Linked DNA regions of Gossypium hirsutum: region 2 is linked to region 1. Evidence: chromatin contacts called from public Hi-C data. All regions are on one chromosome and are shown on one strand. The core of a region is the stretch at or near the end of the contact, and the rest is flanking DNA. Distances in the headings are between cores, read along the strand shown.

The links. Hi-C and Micro-C count contacts between places; a contact is called where the count stands out from the background.
Region 2: a Hi-C map of leaf shows a contact between it and region 1, with 2.1 times the contacts expected there. The contact joins the promoter of LOC107901356 here to the enhancer-like site in region 1. A contact is called at or near these places in 2 of 34 Hi-C or Micro-C datasets (callus and leaf).

What each region holds. Positions count from the first base shown.
Region 1 is chrD06:7,574,973-7,582,612 of Gossypium_hirsutum_v2.1, forward strand. No RefSeq gene overlaps it. Among protein-coding and RNA genes, the nearest start is that of LOC107900313, 6.4 kb to the left of the region's middle. Within about 2 kb of position 4,734, at least 5 of the 9 cell types and tissues checked have an H3K27ac peak or open chromatin away from gene starts, as enhancers often do. A contact at or near this core is called in leaf, where this site is marked.
Region 2 is chrD06:7,723,942-7,731,581 of Gossypium_hirsutum_v2.1, forward strand. It overlaps LOC107901356, which reads left to right and starts at 2,889. Exons shown (of 3, transcript XR_005914450.1): 1 at 2,889-3,865; 2 at 3,969-4,039; 3 at 4,601-5,544. It overlaps LOC121218272 (a long non-coding RNA gene), which reads right to left and starts at 5,982. Exons shown (of 2, transcript XR_005914454.1): 1 at 5,656-5,982; 2 at 5,113-5,353.

The sequences.
Region 1 (7,640 bases), core at 3,484-5,983:
AATAATAAATATAATGTGGATGAAAAATACGGGAGAATTTTCATTATTTAATTTTCACTTTCGAGGTGTTATTTATAAGTTCCTTTACATTCAATTAATAAATGTATTACATTCAATCAATAAATGTGAATTAAGTTTTCTTAATTACTCCATTTAATCATCTCATGGTTATAAATGAAGCAAAGAGCTTTATCTCGTTACTTTAATAAATGTTTAAAGGGGTTATAAACATCCATTTAATGTATTTATAATATTCACCTTTGGATGTCTTTTAAATAAAAATGTATCTCATTAAAACCTTTATTAGGAAAAATCTTGTGGGATAAAAACCTAATGAAGGAAAAAGAGTATACAATCTCTTATTACAAGTTGTCTCGTTAAAAACCTTTACTAGGAAAACTCAGTGGGACAAAACATTGGTTAGAGGAAAAGAATACAACGTGTTTTAGACTCCCCCTAATGGCAACATCACATTATATCTTTGAGTCGACGCATTCCAATCTTGTCTCGTAGTTTTTCAAATGTTGAAGTTGGCAATGCCTTGATAAAAAAGATCTGCTAAATTATCACTAGAACGAATTTGTTGAACTTCTATGTCACCTTTCTTCTCAAGATCATGATTGAAGAATAATTTTGGTGAAATATGTTTTGTTCTGTCACCTTTGATGTAACCACCCTTCAATTGAGCTATACATGTTGCATTATCTTCGTATAAAATAGTTGGCATATTTTCCTGTAAAGGCAAATTACATATCTTCTAGATATGTTGGGTTAATAACCTTAACCAAACACACTTTTGGCTTGCCTCATACATTGCAATTATTTCAGCATGATTTGAAGAGGTAGCAACTAATGTCTACTTTGTTGAACGCCATGATATGGTAGTACCTTCACATGTAAATAAATATCCCGTTTGAGATCGACATTTATGTGAATCGATAAATATCCAGCATCAACATAGCCGACTAATAGGGACTTTGAATCATTTGAATAAAATAACCCTATATCAATGGCCCCTTTAAGATATCTAAATACATATTTAATTTCATTCCAATGTTTACGTGTTGGAGAAGAACTAAATCTTGCTAATATGAACTTATTCAATAATTCTATGAACTTACCTAGAATATGCTAACGACTTACTTGTAGGGACTAATCCAACATTTTCCATTTGTCCTTGGTTATCCTCCATACGAATCAAATCTTGATCTATAATAATTAAATTCAATCTCATCAAATTTAAATACACATCCAAACTCAATTTTATGCATATGACCCTTAAGTTTTCATTATTTATAATTTTCCTTGAACTTTTACATTTCTCACAATTTAGTCCATAATCCCAAAATTCCAAATTTAAAAAAATTTCTCTAATACTTATTTATTAAAAATTTACAAAAATTTCATTCAATTTTAACATTTCATCAAATTAATCCTTTCATTAAAACTATCAAAAATTACTTTACAAACTAATCATAACTAACAACCAATACTTCAAATCCATAATTTAACAGAAAAAATAACAAAGATTCATCAATGGTAAAATCTAAAATCCTTAACAGTTTTAAAAACGAAGTTACGGATTAACTGGACCTATTTATAATGATCTCAAAAATATAAAAATTACTAAAAATGAGTCAAAAATTCTTACCATGCAAGAGTGCTAAACCATTTCCGAAACTTAAGCTCTTTCAATGGAGGAAGATGGTTTTTATTTTATTTTATTTTATTTTATGTTTTATGCTTTATTATATTTTAATTAATTTAACATTTAAAACTAATGTATAAAATGTATAAATACACCCACTAACCGTCCCATTAAATAAAAATGGCATATTTGCCATATAAAATCTTCCAGTTAAGTTAATTAAGCCATTTAATCATTATAATTCAATAGGCGATTAAGTTTTACGACTTTAATGATTTAGTCCTTTTTAATTAATCAATTATCTAAACATTAAAATTCTTAAACCGAACTTTCACATAACAAAATAATATCTCAATATTTAGTAAAAATATTTACAGGCTCGGTTTTCAGAAACGAGGTCTCGATATCTCATTTTTCGAAACCACTTGATTTTCGGAACAACCACTTATACTTAACTATTTATTCAATTAACTAAAATTCACCAAGTAAAACTCAATATCACATTATAATTGACTCATATGAATTAAATGATAATTAATACGGACTTATTCGTCTGATTTGTGTCTCGAAATCACTGTTTTCGACGCCACAAAAAGCGGGAGGTTACATTGATGGTGCAAAGTTCGGAATGGATCCTCCTCTGGCCATGTTGAAGTTACAAAAGCTTCTCTCCATTTGAAATGGATTCACCTTAGTCATCAAAAATGTCGTCTGCCTAACCATATTGGTGTTAAAAAAATTTGAAATTGATCTCCGCCTCGGCATGTCGATCGATGTTGAAAAAATCAGAGTTGATCTCCACTGCACCATGTTGTTGAGAAAAAAAAAAACAGAATAAATCTCTACTTTGCCACATCGGTGTTGAAAAAAAAAATCATATGCCTTAGTCATCGCCAAAGTCTTGGCGAAATGATGTAGCACGTCCTTGGTCCACTCCCAAATATTTGTTGATGTTTCCAAAAATCTCGAAGTAAGCTTGAGCATCATATGCCTCAACCATCGCCAAAGTCTTGGCGGAATGATATAGCACGTCTTCGGTTCGCCCTTTAAGATTTGTCGAAGTCTCCAAAAAATCTTGAGCTTTCCAACAAGCTCGCTCTCCCTTCTAAACGGTACACCTTTGACTTCAACGGTTGATCAATGCTCGCGCATCATATACCTCAATCATCGTCAAAGTTTTGGTAGAATAATATAGCACGTCTTCTGTCTACTCCTAATGTTTGTTGTAGTCTTCAAAAATCTTGAAGTCAGCTAGCGCTCACCTCCTGACAGTTCACCTTCGACTTCGATTCTTAACTTTGGATGGTTGATACTTCTTCTGATCTTTGAAGTGCACCATGATAAGTTGAAAAAAAAAAGTAAAAAAAAATCCAAAGAAAAAAGAAAAAAAAGAAAAGAAGTTTGAATTGTGTGGCATGGAGGCAACAAATTTCCCCATAAAATCGACTTGTTGACATCGTCAATATCAAGACATGGCAAACTCAAAGACCTTATTTATAGTGATTGGAAGCAAAATCCCGACGGGAGTAAGAATCAAAGTTGGTCCTTACCTTTCATTGCTGAGACTCGATAGGAAATTGATAATTGACTGGCGTTATGAACACCCCTTTTCAGTTCCTCACCCCATGGTCATGCTTGGTGAGTCAAATTGAAATTCCTTTTTGAATTTTTTTTCATGTTTTTCCATAAGTGTAAAGCTAAAAAAGTATTTGATTTGCTTGTGTGGAAACAGGGAGGAAGTCGATTACAGGGAGTTTCACTGGGAGCATGGAGGAAATAGAGGAGAGGTTGGTATTTTTGTAAGGAGAAAAATTCGGCCTCAATGATCGAAGTGGTGAAGATGGATTATATAAACACAGATATGGAGAGGCTGGAAAAAAAAGATGTTCGATATAGGTTTGTGGTGGATGTTGCAGGAAGCAAAGTTGATTATCAATAGAGCAAAAATATATATGTATCTTCAAATGTGACACTATTTTTGGAAGAAAATAAGGTTTTCTTTTACCTTCCCTGAGACGTAACAATCTGGCATTACTTCCATCGCAGTAAGATGTAAAACACCCTTTATATAAGCACCCAGCTCCTGTCCCCCCCTCATCTTCAGCTTCAAGAAAAAAGAACCCCATCAATTTCTCTGTTTTGTTTCATATTTCCTTTCGTTCATTTCCAACAATTCAAAGAAAATTTGAAACAGTGATCTCATTTCTTTGCAGCGAAAATCTTCTGTTTCTTCTCTTATTATTTTCGCTGCTTCTGAACCCTTGTTCACCGGCAAAAGAGAAGCCATGTACAGATTGGAGAAAACAGTGAACAGGCGGGAGAGAGATAACCCATCTTTTTCATCTACTCTGCTTGATAAAATCTACCGTTCCATCGATGGTGGTGACACCAGTCTAGAGGGAAAAAATGTAAAAGAAACAAAGCAAAGCTAGCATGAAATGCAACGGAAGCAGAGTAGTAGAAGAGGAAGATGAAGAAATGTCAAGTTTCCGACGAGCTCGTTTGATGGAGAAATGGATGGAAAAGAAGGTCACTGAAAAGGCAAATGCAAGCAGGAAACTGGTTTCACATATGGATTAATTATAGAGAAGTACTTGGTTTTAATCAAAAGTAAATATGCCACGTTCAATTATGGGTATTTGGAGAGTTTGGTTGAATCCAAAATCCAAATGCAGTTTTATATGTTCTAACTAAACTTAACTTCTGTGCATTCCCTCCATACAATCTTTTTCTTTGGACAATTCCAAAACTAATCAAACAATATTCTCTTTGACTTGTTGACCCCATCATTTGATTCTTAAAAACTATTAAATCTTTATTTAGTTAAACATTGATACTAAAGATCAATATGGAAGAGATGGTAGTGGAGTAAAGTCGATTCACCTCTGTAGGGTAGAGAGCGGTAAAAAATTATGGTTGAATGGGGAGATGACAAAAGGAATGAGAGACTTGATGTCATATCCTTGGTCCCTTTCCTCGCCCTTATATAGATAGATAACTTCTTGTCCTGTAATACCACATGACGAGTCATATTGGTGGGTCAAATATCAGTAGCCGAACTAATGTTGCAGGTGCAGGTAGGTTAGCGCCATACTGTCCTACACGGTCCCACCTGATGCAGCAGTCCCTTGCCATGGCATCTAATGAGTGAGACTACTTGTCAAACCATTAATCGAATGATTCTACCGAGGGGTTCCACAAAGAGTCTTACACATACTAAAGTCTTATTACAGACAGTCCTACTCCTAGTATAACACATAACATTTTGGCTTTTAACATTAATCGTAAAATAAGCTATTTCCAGCCCTCAATTAGAAGCATATAAGGAGTTCACAGCAGTTAGCAGCAAATGAAGGATTTTTTTGTGTGCAATTTTCCATTGGGGCCAGAGACTGCTATGCAGTTATCTATCAAATATCCAACTTCCAGGTTGCAATGAACCAAAAACATTGTCCCCATCCCCAATACACACCCATAAAGAGACCATACGTAGGTAAGAGCATTTGTTGAATTGCATGGTCCACGAAATCTTGGCACTTGTGGCCACACCACAGCAAAGGTGACCCGACAGATGACATGTGAGCCCTCACCTGCAATCAATAAGTAAAACATGGTGGATCTAGCCCAAAATCTATGGTGGCCAACTAACATTATAAGATACAATGTTCAATGTCTGATATAGATCCATACCTACTTCCTTTAATACCAGCTTCCTTCACCCATTCTGCACTTTTCACCAATTTTTTTTTGTACAATTTTATTAAATTCTGTCCGCATTTCAATTAATTTTCATCTTTATCCAACCAATGCATGTCTTTGAGATATATTTATTTTTATAAACTTTTCTATACATATTACAAATTGAAGTGGAAACGTAACAATAGAATGTAAATCCTCACTTTTGAAATGCCAATAAAAAATCATATCCACTAAGAATACGCGGTTGATTAATTAATTTCTATAAGAAAAAAGTTGTATTATCAAATAAATTACATTTTTTCTTAGCTATCTGTTGACACCATTTTTTTGTAAAACGAGGTCGACTTGGATCTTGAAAACGAAAACGGGAGTCGCCACCAATCCTTTTTAATAAGGTGCAATCGGATCACCTTGAAAAGAGGTTGTTTTTAATAAACGATTTGATTTCATTAAAACAACGATTTTGGTCCACGAAATTCAGAAAAACGGGTTTAGGAGTCGGTTACGTACAAGGAAGTAACGCCCAAAAATTGGTACCTAGTTGATTAATTAATGTCTAAATGCCGAAATTTGAAAATTTGAAAAAGCAAATTGAAATACGATCCATTTTTATTGATTTACACTTAAAAATCGTTTGAGTAAATTTGAAAATGAGTTAAAGACCCGCTTATTCCAAAGTAACGAAATGTTACGCCCCGTAAGTTGGGACGGGATATTTGAAACTTTAGAGAATAAACTTGACTTTAATTTTTATTGAAATTTTATATTTTAAAATTAAAGGGAACATTTCACCATTTAAGTTTAATGAGAAAAATCGAAACCCTGTAAGTTAGGGTACAATTTCTCGAATCACCCAAAAAGCGAAATGTTACCTTATAACGAAATTTCTTTTATTATTTTGAAATTCAAAAAGGGTTCTTTGCTATTTAGGCCTAACAAAAAAATCGAAACCCCGTAAGTTAGGGTTTGATTTTCTCGAATGGCCAAAACGCAAAGCATGGCCTTATAACAAAATTCTTACTTTGCATATTTGGATAAAAAAAATTTAATGTAACATTTAAAACAATGCGTGAATGAAGGGTTACATTGATGGAATGATAACATTATGAAAATACGAGCACACGATTCACAACTCACAAGATAGCAATAATCGCACTATGTACAATATTTTAAAGCCTACTAATAGTCAAAGCACATGAAATGAAGTCACATAATAACAATGTAAAATAAATAATGAAGATTTGAAATGAATACTATGAGATGCTCAAAATTAACAATATACATTTAACATAAATAAAACTTGGGATAGTTTGAGATAAACACTTTAAGCAATTCAAAATAAACACTACATCAAATGATTTAAAAAATGACATCAAAAAAGGTTTAAAATAAGTAACATATAAAATCAAATTAGAAAAGATAATCAAACAATTTAATATAAGTAATTAAAATGAAGTGCCAGTTATTAAATAGGTAAAAAAAGAATTGAAATGAAATAATTAATTAATTAATTGAGAGACTAAAAAAGAAACACATTAAGGACTGGATTGGAATTAAAATAAAAACAGTGGGCGAAATTTAAAAATAAAAAGAAATTGAAGTCGATTGGAACACATGTAAAACTGCAGGGGCCAATCGGGAAATTAATCCCTGACCCTTATACGCACCGCTTTAAACGGGACTAAAATGAAAGGTTAACAAAATTACACGGGAAAATTTAAGAAAACTAAAAAGGACACCATTAAGAACTAAATCAAAAGCGGAGGGATTAACCGCAAAAATAACCCATTTCATTTGGCCCAATACGACGCCGTTTATAATACTGATGCATGCGCATGGTTCTAGGACCAAATTACAATGTAAATAAAATTTAGAGCCGCAATCAAAATAAACAAAAACTACATTGAACATGTCCAAAAAAGCGGGGGACTAATTGCGCAAATATTCCCCCCAAAGAAACGCGCGGATCCTCAGCGTGGGTCAGGTTTTCGGGTCAGACGCAAAACGGCGTCGTTTTGGCCACTGAAGCTAAGGCTCAAAATGGCGCCGTATTACCCTTAATAAAAAAACTAAAAAGAAACAGAAAAAATCAGTTTCACCCTATTTTCTAAAAAAAAAACGAGAGCTTTCAAAATCTCTCCCTTTCGCACCCTTAGATCTGGCCAATAGGGCCACCGCTGGCGCCACCACGGCCGGAGGCTGGCTTTGCGCAAAGAGGGCGTTTCAACCCTCGCTTCCAGCGCGCTCAAAGCCCGACCCTTTCATGCCGAGAGACCGAAGGAAAATAATTTTC
Region 2 (7,640 bases), core at 1,639-4,138, 150 kb after region 1:
ACAATCAATAAGTTAATATTTACTTGCACAATTTCGCTATGCATGCAAAATATAAAAGATATAATAATGAAATATAAAATCAACATTATTACTTATTCATCGTTTAAATAAATAGAAAACAGTTATATATTTATTACAATATGAACATATTTCCAAACAATTGTCTAGATGTATTCTTATATGATCATTTTCAAAATTGGTAAAACATTGGTGAGATTGAATTTAATGCCTTCGCGACAACATTTACTTCCACAATTGCTCATTTATGAGAGCTATAAAAGGTATAAAAAATTTAATCTATTAAATTAGAAAAGGAAATATCATATTCAATAGTCGAGAGCCTTTCACTTTCATATCTCAAATCTCAACCAAACAACACTGTTTTAAACAATGACTTTTGAATATTAGCTTCTAAAGGTTGATAAAAAATATTTTAGCAGCTTGATCTTGATATGCATTTCAATTTGATAGATTAAACAAGCACTTTGATATTCTGTAGTTAATAACATTTTTGTATGTATTAAAGTAAAAGATAAAAGTATTTTTTAAATGTGTTTGTCCAAATCAGCAAAATTTTTATTATATTATTTTTTTTATGTTAACGTTCACGTCAACATAAAATCAATTGGTTAAAAGGTTAGATATATTGTCGATTAAGTCTTGACTCAATTGGCATGGATATTGTTACCAATGTAGGAGGACGTAGGTTTGGATGCATTGAAGCGTATTATCCTCTTATTTATGAGTTGAAGAAGAACTATGGGTAGTACCTATCCACATTGTCACATTCAATCTCCAAAACCCTCAAGAATCTCATATTTTTTAATGAAATATTTAATCCATTGGTACAATTGTTTTAGATATCTATAACTGTAAATCGTTGTTCATATCATCAAAAATGTTAGATGTAATGATAAATGAAGCACATTATATTTTTAAAGATAAATAAAAGAAATTAATTTCAAACATTAAAAATAACCTTATGCTCTTGAACTTAAAGAAATAATCATATGCTTTATTTATTTAATTTTTATTTTTTTAAAATATCAATTAAATCCAATTGCAAAATTTAAAAACTTCATTCCTAATATATCAAATAATAACAAACACCTTGAATATTAGTCTTCATAAATACATGAAATGTACCCACAAAATCAATATCAAGTAGGAACAACTAAAGAAATACCCACAAAGTGTTAGTTTAATTTGTGAAAAAGGTTTTCTTATTAGTTTGGTCAACAGTTTACGATTCATTTAATCATTTGAAAGGCAAAACTCAAAATTAGTTAATCCGATGTAAGCTGATGTGAGACAATTCAGTAAAAAAAAAGAAACAGAAATGGACAAATTAACCAATAAAATTAGGAAAGCACTTTTTTTTCTTATTTGAGATAAATTACAATTTTTTATGTTTCTTCTTTTATTTTTATTTATTTATCTTGACTCTTGGTAGAATTTTCAAATTAAAAGTAGGATTGATAATGATGTAAAAACTTAAAACAAATTAATTTCTTTTCTAATTTTTAATATTTTGTATTGTTTATATTTTTAAAATTTTTAGACAATGATGTGATATAATTTTGGAGTATTATATCATCATACTTTAAAAAATCTGAGTTCAAGGATCAAATAAAAAAATTTGTCAAAATTTGAAACTAATATAAATAAAAAAATCAAATTCAAGAACTAAATATTATTTTAATTTTTAAATTTTTTTGATAGTTCAGAAAAGACTAACCAAGGTAAGAGTCCAGACCTAGTCATTTATTTGTTTTTAAAGAAATTTTTGCAAGTATATACAAAATATAATCAAATTTAAATATAAAATATATTCTAATAAAGCTTGCATATGATAAATTTAAGTTTATATAAATTTGGAGAAATCTCAAGTATGATAGAACTCAAAGATACAGAATTTTAATAGTAATTTATATTAAAATTTAAAAATATATAAGAATTGAATATAAGTTAAGTTTTAAATTTATATAATTTAAATTATTAATATATTAAAATACTTGTAAAATATTTACGTATATATGATTATTATAATAATATATATTCAGATCAGCCCATGTGATGAAAGCAAAGTAGAAAAAATTGGTTTAAATATGGGACCATTTGTAGTGTATAATATCTACATTACAAGGTAAATTATATCGAAGTGATGACAATTTAATGTCAATAACATTATCTGTTATCCATCTTTGGGAAGTGGAGCAGGTCCACATTACCTGTCAGATTGTCACCCAAATATGTAAGCACCAATTTCACCAAAGATATATATTATTTGTTTCCATCTAAGTGGAGGAATATGTATTGTCATCAGCCATCACATATATGGTACACATCTGATGTCAGAGTTTGCTTACACCTTCTGTTTAAACTTGGGAACTGATATATGCATTGGATTTTGATAAAAGTATGATGGAGTTTTTTTAATTAGAAATTTAATTGTATAGTGTCTTATTTATTTAGAAATCAACAATTAATTTTTTTACATTTGATTAAATAGTAAATTGGTCTTTTATTAAAAAATTTATCGTTTTCTACTGTTAAAAACTGATCCATATATGTATGTCAATATAAGTTGTACGTAACACCCTATGTGTAAACTGTCTGTATATTTTATCAATCATGCCAGTTTTAACATTAAAGATTGATAAAATTTTTAATATGAAGGACTAGTTTACTATTTGATCTAAGGTGTAAAGATTAATTTACTATTTTCTTGAGTATAAAGAATAAAATGTAATCCAATCCTTTGCTTTGCATGCCCATGTGCATGGACAATCCACATGGGCGGTTTGTTTGTTCCTTCTCTTTCTGCATAGGATAAAGATTGATGTATTAGAGTTTCTGACATATTTCCTTTCTTAATCTCCTTGCCCCACGTCTTGTTTGTTGCATGCTTCTTAGAAGGCAATAATGCGAAATGAGTTGGCAAGTAGAGTCAAGGAATTCAACAATGTTGCTTGTCTCTTTGTGGAGAAACTGGGTTTTCTTTAGCTATCCCTATCTACTTCATTTATACCTCAAAATTTAGAAACGGCAACATGGGGATGCCATGCCCATGGCTTGTCGTTATTGCAAATGGATAAAGTTGCCTAATCCAAGAAAAAGTGAAAACAATGATGTTTCTTTTACTTGCCATGTTGGATGAATTTATATGTATATTTCTTCTTTTCTTGTTTCATAGGCGGCCAAGGTGATTGCGTATGGCGATTGGTCTCATTAGAATTTCAGAGTGCATATTTGTGTGAGCAAGAGCAACTCACATTTTCCATGCCTACGGTTACCATATGGCACCATAATATTATTATTGTATTTACTTCATGAAATTAAAAGGTTTTAGTATTTATTCTTCATTTTATTGTGAGAACATGCTCTACTTTTGGGTCCCAATGATCCTACACCCTGAAGAAAAATTACCAATGAACTGTGTCATTAACATTCTCTACTTTGCTTAAAGTAAATTTCAGTGATAATTAGTTCTATAATCTGTACCCAACCGCTTGAGTTAAATCTTATTAGCATATTGAATTTTTAATAATACTGGTTAGAGGTATTTATGGGCTGCATTGGGTTGAATTGGGTTGGATTTATGTATAACATTAACATCATATTTTTGTGTTAAATTTTGGAGACGATAATGTCTTACTTTTTTTTTTTTTGTAAGACATTTTTCAATATTTTTCCTCTCCACATCCCCAGCAAAGAAAAACCCTCTTTCCCTTCCCTCTCCCCCTTCTTTGCAATTCCGACCCAATGCTTGGTGCTAGCCAACAACGCTTCTCAGTACCTGTCACCGACATTCATCTTTGATCTTCCCCTTTTCGACGACGACGTTCATCTTCCTGTCTCGAAGGTAAGAATGAAAAAAAAGAAATATCTAGCTAATGTCGTTTTTGTTGATTGATTTTTTTGAACCTTATTTGTTCTTTTCTTTCTACTCTTTTTTAACTCTTTAGCAGTTTTCTCGTTGGTCTTTTACTAGTTTCACTCATCAGCAGCTCACTCTTTTTCCTTGTTTATTTTACAGGTTAGTTTTGCTTCACCTCTAATAAACCTCATCCACTACCTTGTCTTTATCTGAATCTTTTGTTCTCGTAATTTCGATTTTAATTCTATTGCATATTTGATTGAACAGAACAATGAAAAGTTTTTCAAGGGAGTTTTCTTCTTATTCTCTTTGTTTGTATTTCTTGAAATGGCTTCTGTTGTTCATTTCTGGTTCTTTTTATTTATTTTTATTTGTATGAATGAACTCACATTTTAACTTTCCTATTATTCGTGTCCCATAATTTACATAGACTTTTAGTCTATTATGTTTGTTGAATTTCAAGATTTATGTGTAAAATTTGTGCGGCAATTCTGCATATTATTGACTTGCCATGTTCATGTATGAAATCATTTTGCTTTTGCCTAATTATAAATATTTCATATGATTTCTTTTGATGTAGTTAGCATGAATATTTTTTATGCTTGGTTTTGTGATTAATATAGAGATTCATGGTTTGGGGTCATTGTTACTTCTTTATATGCTACCTTCTTACTTCGTATATAATTGATATTCTTGTTCTTTAATTTGATAAATATTTAGGCAATCACATCAACTGGAACTAAGAAAGGTGAATTTTTGTTGGCTAATATAAGCACTGAGCTGAAGAACAAGAACATCACAACTAATGTCAAAGTTGACACTAGCTCTTACCATGGTGAGTCCAGCCTTCTTAGATATACTATCTAATTGTGATTTTTGGGGGTTTTATTTTTACTTTTTAGCTTTTCACCACTGTTACTGTTGATGAACCTGCACCGGGTTTGAAGACAATCTTTAGTTTTATTGCCCTTGATCCAAGGTCTGGCAAGGTAATGGAGACTTCATTACTCCTGTCATTAAGCTTTTTGTTCTTAAATACCAACATTTTCAACTTCTTGTTTGTCCTTCCCTTCTGCAAACTTCTAGGTCTCATGAGTACATGACAAGGTTTTTATTATTGTTGTAACAGGTGGAACTACAATACCAACATGAATATGCTGGCATAAGCACTAGCATTGGATTGACTGCAAATCCCCTTGTTAACTTTTCTGGCGGTGTGGTTGGAAGCTGTAGGGTCCAATTTTTGCCCGGCCCGTTAAATAAATAAAAATCAAACAGAAACAAAGGCTAATGTTTCAGTCCAATTTTATTACAAACCCAATAACGGGCCCAATAGTTAATTCCTAACCCAGGCCCGAAATTAATGGAAAAAGGAAGGGTTTGGAAACCTAGCAGCAACCTCCCTACTTCCAGCAAAGCCTCCAGCCGCCGCACGTCTCGAGGCCGACTCCTCCACGTGCGCTCTACAAACACCTGCAAGCACGAACTCAAAGAGTCCGAAAGAGAAGAAACAACAAAAAATAACAATTATATTCGATTTCTTTTTATTTTTCGGGCTATATAAAGCCGTTTTATTTTGTAAAATAGGGAGACCAATATTGTATTGAGGATATACTGAAAAATGGGGAGAAAGATTCAAAAGAAATACAAAGTTTTTTAAAATACAGAGGTGAATATTTTTTCGTTGTACCCAATTTGATGTTCATTGTTTTGTTAAAATCTTTTGTTTGTTTCTTATTTTCTGCTCAAAATATAAAAAAAGAAAGGGATCTTACCTCTGCCGTCAAGGACGCCGGATTGTTGCCATCTCCGCCGCGGTCGGAGCGTCGGCGCAGGCGAACAGCGATGCAAAAGGAAGGGTTAAAAGGAACCCTAGCAGAGCCTTTTTCTTAAAAAATGAAACAAAATTATTTTATTTTTTCTCTTTTTTTCCAGATTTGTTTCATTTAAAGCAAGACAAAACGGCGCCGTTTTGCCCAGGCAGATCCGCGCGTTCTGACTTTAAATGGGGATATTGCCTTTTTAGTCCCCCTCTTGTGGCGCGCATTTTGATTTGGCCTTTTCTGGTGTTTTCAATCTTTAAATTTTGCCCTTAAACATTGTTTATTTTTCAATTGGATCCTTAATCGGTTTTTTTTAGTTCTTTTATATTATTTGACATTGTATTATTATTATATTATTTACTATCATTATTATTATATTTTCTATACATATACATGCGCATATTTTATATATAATATATCTGCATATTTAATATATATATATTTTAAGCCTTTATAAACGCATGCATATATTTTAAGGTATTTTACCAATAAAAGCCCTTTTTTTTCAAAATTTACCGAAATGGGCCAACTATTTAATTATTTACCGGAATGGTCCATTTTCCGCGAAATCGCGTCCACTTCAGCCCGATGTCAGGGTACGCGCCAGGAAATTGCGTCCACATCAGCGTGAATTGCTGATGTGGACGGAAATCGCGCCCTAGAGGACGCGATTTGCTGACGTGGCATGAACAGTTTATGTTTTTTAGCTTGAAAAACTTTGAAAGGCCATAACTTTTGGCTCGGTTGTCCGATTGAGACGATTTTTTTTATTTCGAATAACTTTTCGAGATCTACACGCTGGAAAACTTCTTAGAGATGAATAGGGACTAATTTTTAAAGTATAATTTGTTAGTTACGAGTATAGGGACTAAAGTGTAATTATTTCAAAATTAGCATGAAATTTTTGTATTTAAGAATATTTGAATGTTATGGAAGGATGAAATTGAATTTGAATTGAAAAACGAAGCTTAGATTTGAAAATATGACTATTTAGGTTTTAGGGACTAAATTGAATAAAATGGAAAATTTTAGGGAACTTCTCAAAAGTGGAATGAGCTTACTTATACCTATAACTGGATGATATAAGACAATTCTGTAAAAAAAGATCCGGTGTTTACTTCAAATAAATAAGGAAAATAATGATTTGAATGTTTCAAAATTCTATTTTAAACCGAAAAAAATCAAAATTTAGGGGCAAAAAAGGATCTTTTTCAACGAAAACTACAGCAAACCACCTTCGGCTATTTGTCAGCGTGTAGATCTTGAAAATTTATTCGAAATAAAAAAAATCGTTTCAATCGGACAATCGAGCGAAAAGTTATGGCCTTTCAAAGTTTTTCAAGTTTAAAAACATAAACTGTTCATCCACGTCAGCAAATCGCGTCCTCGTAGGAGCGATTTGTGTCCACGTAAGCAAATCGCGCTGACGTGGATGCGATGTTCTGACACGTACCCTAACATCGCGCTGACGTGGACGCGATTTCGCGAAAAATGGCACATTCCGGTAAATAATAAAAAAATCGGCCCATTTCGGTAAATTTTGAAAAAAAACGACTTTTTTTGGTAAATTGCCCTATATTTTACATACGTTTTATATTTTTTTATTTTTTATTCCTTATCTTTTTAACTTTTATATATTTTATATTTTATAGATATATACATATACATTTCTTTTATGTTGTAAATATATATACATATACATATTTTTATATTTTCATTTTACTTTCAAAATTTTCATGGGTACATGTACATGTAATATGCATACATATTTTTAGAGATATTTATAAGTTTTTTCTTTACATGTTTCTTTTTTTCACATATGTATCCTTGTATATGTGTGTTAAATATATGCGTACACATATTTTTAAATTTACTTGTATATTGTACTTGTATATATATTTTGTAAATACATATTCATATATGTTTTAAATTAAAGT